Linked DNA regions of Zea mays: region 1 is linked to region 2. A link is a contact called in public Hi-C data. All regions are on one chromosome and are shown on one strand. The core of a region is the stretch at or near the end of the contact, and the rest is flanking DNA. Distances in the headings are between cores, read along the strand shown. Region 1 holds the start of LOC100193709. Region 2 holds the start of LOC100276680.

Evidence for each region. A called contact is a pair of places that touch in the nucleus more often than the background predicts.
Region 1: a Hi-C map of ear shows a contact between it and region 2, with 2.6 times the contacts expected there. The contact joins the promoter of LOC100193709 here to the promoter of LOC100276680 in region 2. A contact is called at or near these places in 3 of 25 Hi-C or Micro-C datasets (ear, endosperm and an unstated tissue).

Annotation. Positions count from the first base shown.
Region 1 is chr5:68,406,943-68,409,642 of Zm-B73-REFERENCE-NAM-5.0, forward strand. LOC100193709 reads right to left here and starts at 1,340. Exons shown (of 11, transcript NM_001317198.2): 1 at 1,192-1,340; 2 at 893-1,117; 3 at 677-798; 4 at 533-614; 5 at 355-427; 6 at 166-257; 7 at 1-80. The coding sequence starts at 1,314. LOC100193107 reads right to left here. Exons shown (of 2, transcript NM_001138269.1): 1 at 2,642-2,700; 2 at 1,679-2,094. The coding sequence ends at 1,921.
Region 2 is chr5:68,186,851-68,189,550 of Zm-B73-REFERENCE-NAM-5.0, forward strand. It overlaps LOC100276680, which reads right to left and starts at 1,293. Exons shown (of 1, transcript NM_001196758.1): 1 at 1-1,293. The coding sequence starts at 1,152. The coding sequence ends at 73.

The sequences.
Region 1 (2,700 bases), core at 90-2,589, 220 kb after region 2:
GCCTCCTTCTTCATGATGGCCAGCCTCTCGGGGTTTATCAGATGGTAGGTGGTCTTGTCCAGCACCGGATGCAGACTTATCTGCCGCCAAACGAAACAAGCAAACTCAAACAAAACAATATGATAATGGAATGGTCAGATTAATTAATGGACTGCTGAATCTGACCACGTCAGCCTCCCTGAGGACATCCTCCATGGTGGCGGCCCTCTTCCAGGTGACAGGCTCCTCACCGTTTGCTTTGAGGAACTGCCCATATGCTGGAGGTAGGAGTGCAATGCACAGATCGAGCAAGCAGATTAGTATATATCTGTGCCAGTGACATGCATGGTATAGGTACGTAGCATTCTTGCTTGCCTGTGACGAAATTCTCAAGACGTGTGGCCTGATACAGGTCGTAGTAGATGAGGTTCATCTTGAAACCCTCAATCTGGTATGAATGGCAATTAGCTTGAATACCAATCCAATAGAGAGAGAGAGAGAGAGAGAGAGAGAGAGAGAGAGAGAGAGAGAGAGAGGATAGGAAGTAGTGTACCATCATGCGTGCATAGGCGGAGCCAATGCGACCAGCTCCAATGACTCCAACAGTTTGGCCCTTGAGCAGGTTGCCAACGAACCTGCGACAATACATTGTTATTGTTGCATTTGCAGGAGTATATGAGGAAGCAGAGGGACTGACAGGTGTGGGAGCCATCCGTCATAGAGGCCAGCCCTCATGAACTGGTCAGCCTCGACGATCCTCCTGGCTGCCGCCAGCGAGAGGGAGGCGGCGAGCTCAGCCGTCGTCTCCGTCAGAACGCCCTGTGGTTTTGATTGGGGTTGGGGTTTTGGTTTTGGTTTCAATTCAACAACAAACAGAAGCAGAAGCAGCAGCAACAAACAGAGACTCACTCACCGGCGTGTTGCCGATTGCGATGCCATTCCTGTTGGCAGCCTCGACATCGACGTTGTTGTAGCCGACGGCCATGTTGCTGAAGACCGTGCCTCCGGCGCGCTTGAGCGCAGAGAAGAGCACGTCCCCCCAGTCCTCGGTGAGCTGTCCAATGACGCCGTCGCAGCGATCGCCGATGAGCGCCAGGATGTCGTCCACGGAGAGGATGGTCTTGTGCTCGGTGCATATCTGCCAACAGGGACGGGGACAGGGAAGGGTCAGGTTCGTTTGGTGCAGAATTGAACAGGACAAGAAGAAGAAACCTCAAGGCGGCAGTCGTTGTCGGTGAGCAGGCGGATCCATCGTGTGCCCGGCATGGACTTGGTGCTCACCACGCGGTACTTGCCGCTGGGGTTCCACACCTGGATGGAGACGGGCTTCGCCATGGCTGCACCTGCAGAGAGGTTCTCTCTCTCTCTCTCTCTCTCTCTCTCTCTCTCTCTCTCTCTCTCTCTCTCTCTCTCTCTCTCTCTCTCTCTCTCTCTCTCTCTCTCTCTCTCTCTCTCTCTCTCTCTCTCTCTCTCTCTCTCTCTCTCTCTCTCTCTCTCTCTCTCTCTCTCTCTCTCGCCGGCCTTATCAGGGGGCGGGCAGACAGGCGCCAGAAATTTCATTTTCGTTTTCTCCTCCTTTTAAGATAGGAAGGGTGGTGGATAACAGACAAGTGGCCGGCCTTATCAGCATTTCCCTTATCTCCTTGACAACCACGAGTAGACCGTTGGCACAACAACCAGCCATGGAGGCAAATCATCATAAGATCCACTTTTATATATGTATTATGAGATATTAACTAGTAACAAGTCCAGACAGACGAACTAGCACCCACCAGCTTGACATACATCCAATCCAAAAAAGGATACAACCATCACGACCATTATACTACTATTTCACTACTATTTCGTAAGTAGATAGACTAGCATTGTAGAGTGCAGTGCAGACATCCATCTGTTCTTGTAAAAGAACCACCACCATCACCAGGGAAAGGAAGACAACAATCACTCGAAGGCCCACTGGTTCTCCATGCGGATCTCATCCTCCTCCTCTTGGGTGAAGTCGTTCTTGATGCTGAATGTCTTGCGGATCTCCTCCGGAGTCTTGCCCTTGATCATGTCAGCAACCGTCTGGCAGGTCAGGTCCAGCAATCCCTTGATGTTCAGATAGTTGGCAGCCTGAAAATACAGTTCCATTATGTCAACCAGCAATGGCAGAAAATAACACAAATCACGTCCAATTACATGTGGATTGAAGTGTATTGGAATGAATTTGGATGGATTTAAACCGACTCAATACCACCCAATCCACGTGGCGGTCAAACGAACAATCCCCAAAGTGTGCAAAAGTCGCAAGTACAAGCCAAATTCTGTCTGACTAGCTAGTTAAATTATCTCACTGCAAACCAAATATCATCCCCGCCTGTAGCTAGCTTGATACGGGTGCATTGTTGTTACGAATAATAGCAACAGCATGATTTATCAACAGTGTTCCTAGCCACATCACAGTTTTTGTGGTTGATTGATTCCAGAGCAGCAGGGGCTAGTACAACATCTCTTATGAGATAAAAAAAATTGATTGGTTACGGACCTCCACCACGACGCACAACCAATCAATCAATATATACTGATCTAATCCGAACCCTAGAAAGACAGTAGCAGATCTAATCTAACCTATACATAGACAGGAATCGCAAAAGAAGCAAGGGGAGGGGAGGTTACCGACCAGGATGAGGTCGAAGAGCGTAGCCTGGTCCACCTTGACGAACTTCGCGTCCCAGCTCT
Region 2 (2,700 bases), core at 43-2,542:
TTAATTATTAGCCATAACTTACCATGCTAGTCTACAATTTGATTCTACAACAAATTGTGTAGCCAAGAATTATCAGCGTTGATATCTTTGTGCAGCAAAGAAGCCAGCAGGAAACCTTGGGTGTGCGGTGCTCCTGGTGCTGCTGCTTCTGCTTCTGAAAGGAGTAAGACCAGCATCCACAGTGCTGGTAGAAGAAGGGTAGTGAACGCTGCGGCTGCGGCGGAGCCAGTCCATGAGGCGAGGCCGGCAATGGTGGACATGCGCATGTCCAACAGAATCACCGGGGAGTGATATCTCAGAAGAGTCCATACCATTCCCAGCTGAAGACACGGAGTGGCTGCCGTTGAGGCGGACACCTTGCGACTGGGACGAAGAGGATCTTGCAATGGCGGCGCCCCCGGGGTGGAGGGCGTATTTTGACCTAGAGGACTCGGAGAAAGATCTGTTAAGCAGATGCCCTCCGGGCTTGGCGAGGACGCCCTTGATTAGCCAGAGTTGGTTCCACCTCAGGCTCCCCGTCCTCCTCTCGACCATGGCAGCGCAATTGCTTCCCGCAGAAGCAGCGGCGTTGTTTGAGTGTGGATTAGCAGGCGCCAGCGTCACACCAGCAGCTGCGGCGGCGGAGGTGGTGGAAGAAGAGGCATCGAGAGACTGACGGGAGGGTAGGCAGGAGGAATGGTTGGCGGCGGCGGCGTCGCAGCAGGCGATCCATTCGCTGCAGGAGTGGCGAAGGGAGCGCTTGCGCTGGAGATGAAACGGCGGATCTTGGGCGTCGCCGCCACTGGTGGAGGTGGCGGCGTCGGTGCCGGTGCCGGTGCCGGTGCCGGTGTCCTGCTCACGCTCGTCTCCTTGGTCCTCTAGCTGGAAGAGACGAAGGAGCGTGGTCCTCCCCCCAACCGCTGGCGGTTCTCCTGTTGTCCCTTTGGAACGGGAACAGGGAGGCAGGAACTCCTCCTCCTCCTCCAGGTCCTGGTGGAAGGGAAGCGAAGGCGGACGAGGCGGCCGGGAAGGGGAGGCCACAACCACACCAATTAGGTTGGTAGCGTGGAGCCTGTCGAGGAGGCAGGCGGAGCAGAAGCCGGTGAAGGGCGGCTCCGACGGGTGCTTGGGGCACCTCCTCCCCGTCCCCGATGCAGCATCGCCATCGCCCATCCGGATGGGATGGAATTAGGTGCTTGGATTGGATCCTTGGGCTAGAAAGGAGGTCAATTGGAGGCTGGATTGGATGCCGGGGATCAAACGGCGAGGTTTGACTAGGGTTTTGACCAGCGATCTGGTGGGTGGAGTGTGAAGTGGGGAACGGCCAGCCAGCTACACGGCTCAGCCAGAGCAACAAGACGAATAGCGGAGAGAGAGAGCCGTTGGGCCGCTGCGTTGCGTCGCGTCGGCATAAGCCACGCTGCCATGTGGGCCCCGTTAGCAGGATAGAATTCGCTTATACCGTTCCAATCCAAGGACAAGTATTTAACTAACTAGTCATTTGATTCACCGTTTGGCTTACACCATACCAAGTTAGGGATGAAAGTGATAATCCGAACTGTTAGGACAAATTTAATATTTTAAAATAGATATGTATAAAATTTAATGTTGATCTTTTCTTATGTCATCAAGCACATTAGTACAAATATGAATAAAATATTACATAAATTGTTTTATGTATTATTTGGTCCCTACAACACAAATAGCTGAAAAAATTACCGAATTTGTTTCCGAATCCATGCCAAAGTTTATATCTATTATTTATGAAAATATAGGATGAATTTAAGGTTTATCTTTTATAAATCTTTACAAGTTGGATGTTAAAAATAAGAATACAAATTTGTATTGTAGATTCTATATCCTATTTATTCGCAATCAAAGAAAAACAACTAAAAAACTCATTACCGAATAAATACCATTTTGACCATTTTCATCCCTATAATACCAAGGCTCTCTTTTAGTTCAGTTAAGAGCATATCCAATGTTCTAGGTAAAAAAACATGTTGAAGTCGGTTCTCGCTAACTTCTTCCTGCGCCATCGCGTTCGGCGTCTTCTCTCCCTCGCTAGCCATATTTGTCTGGGGCTTTAGGGCATGTTTGGTTTGTGGCTAACTGTGCCACACTTTGTCTAAAGTTAGTCGTTTGAATTGAATAACTAACCTTAGTCAGAAAAGTTATGCAAAGTGGGGCAAGTTAGGCATCAATCAAACAGACCCGGTGGAAGTTACCCATTCCTGTGCTGCTTCTCCTTCTCGCGTCTTCGGCACCACCACGACGTGCCCGCGATGTGCCGCTTCCGCGACCATCTCACGCCGCCGCAACCACCCCACTGCCGTCTCTGGTTCTCTGGCCACCGGGAAGCATTCAGTGCCGCCGCGAGCAACTAGATCCGCTCCACCACACCCATCCGCTAGCGTCGCTGTGTTCCCACGGCACCAGGAACAATCCCGCACCGTCGTGGCTGTCATCCCGCACCGCCACAAACAACACACAACCTCTGTATTCCATCGCCCACGTTTAGCCATGAATATACCTCCGCGTCCTAGTTCATCGGTGAGTGAAGAAATTGGCATGTTCAACACGACATCCACAGAGATTGGTCTTGTTTCTCCTTTTGCTCCAGGAAGACAGGATATGCCCATGCTAATTCAATCAGCAGGGAGGAAGACCTCACATGTGAGCTGATGGTTGCAATTTATCATAATTTTTTCCTTATTGTTT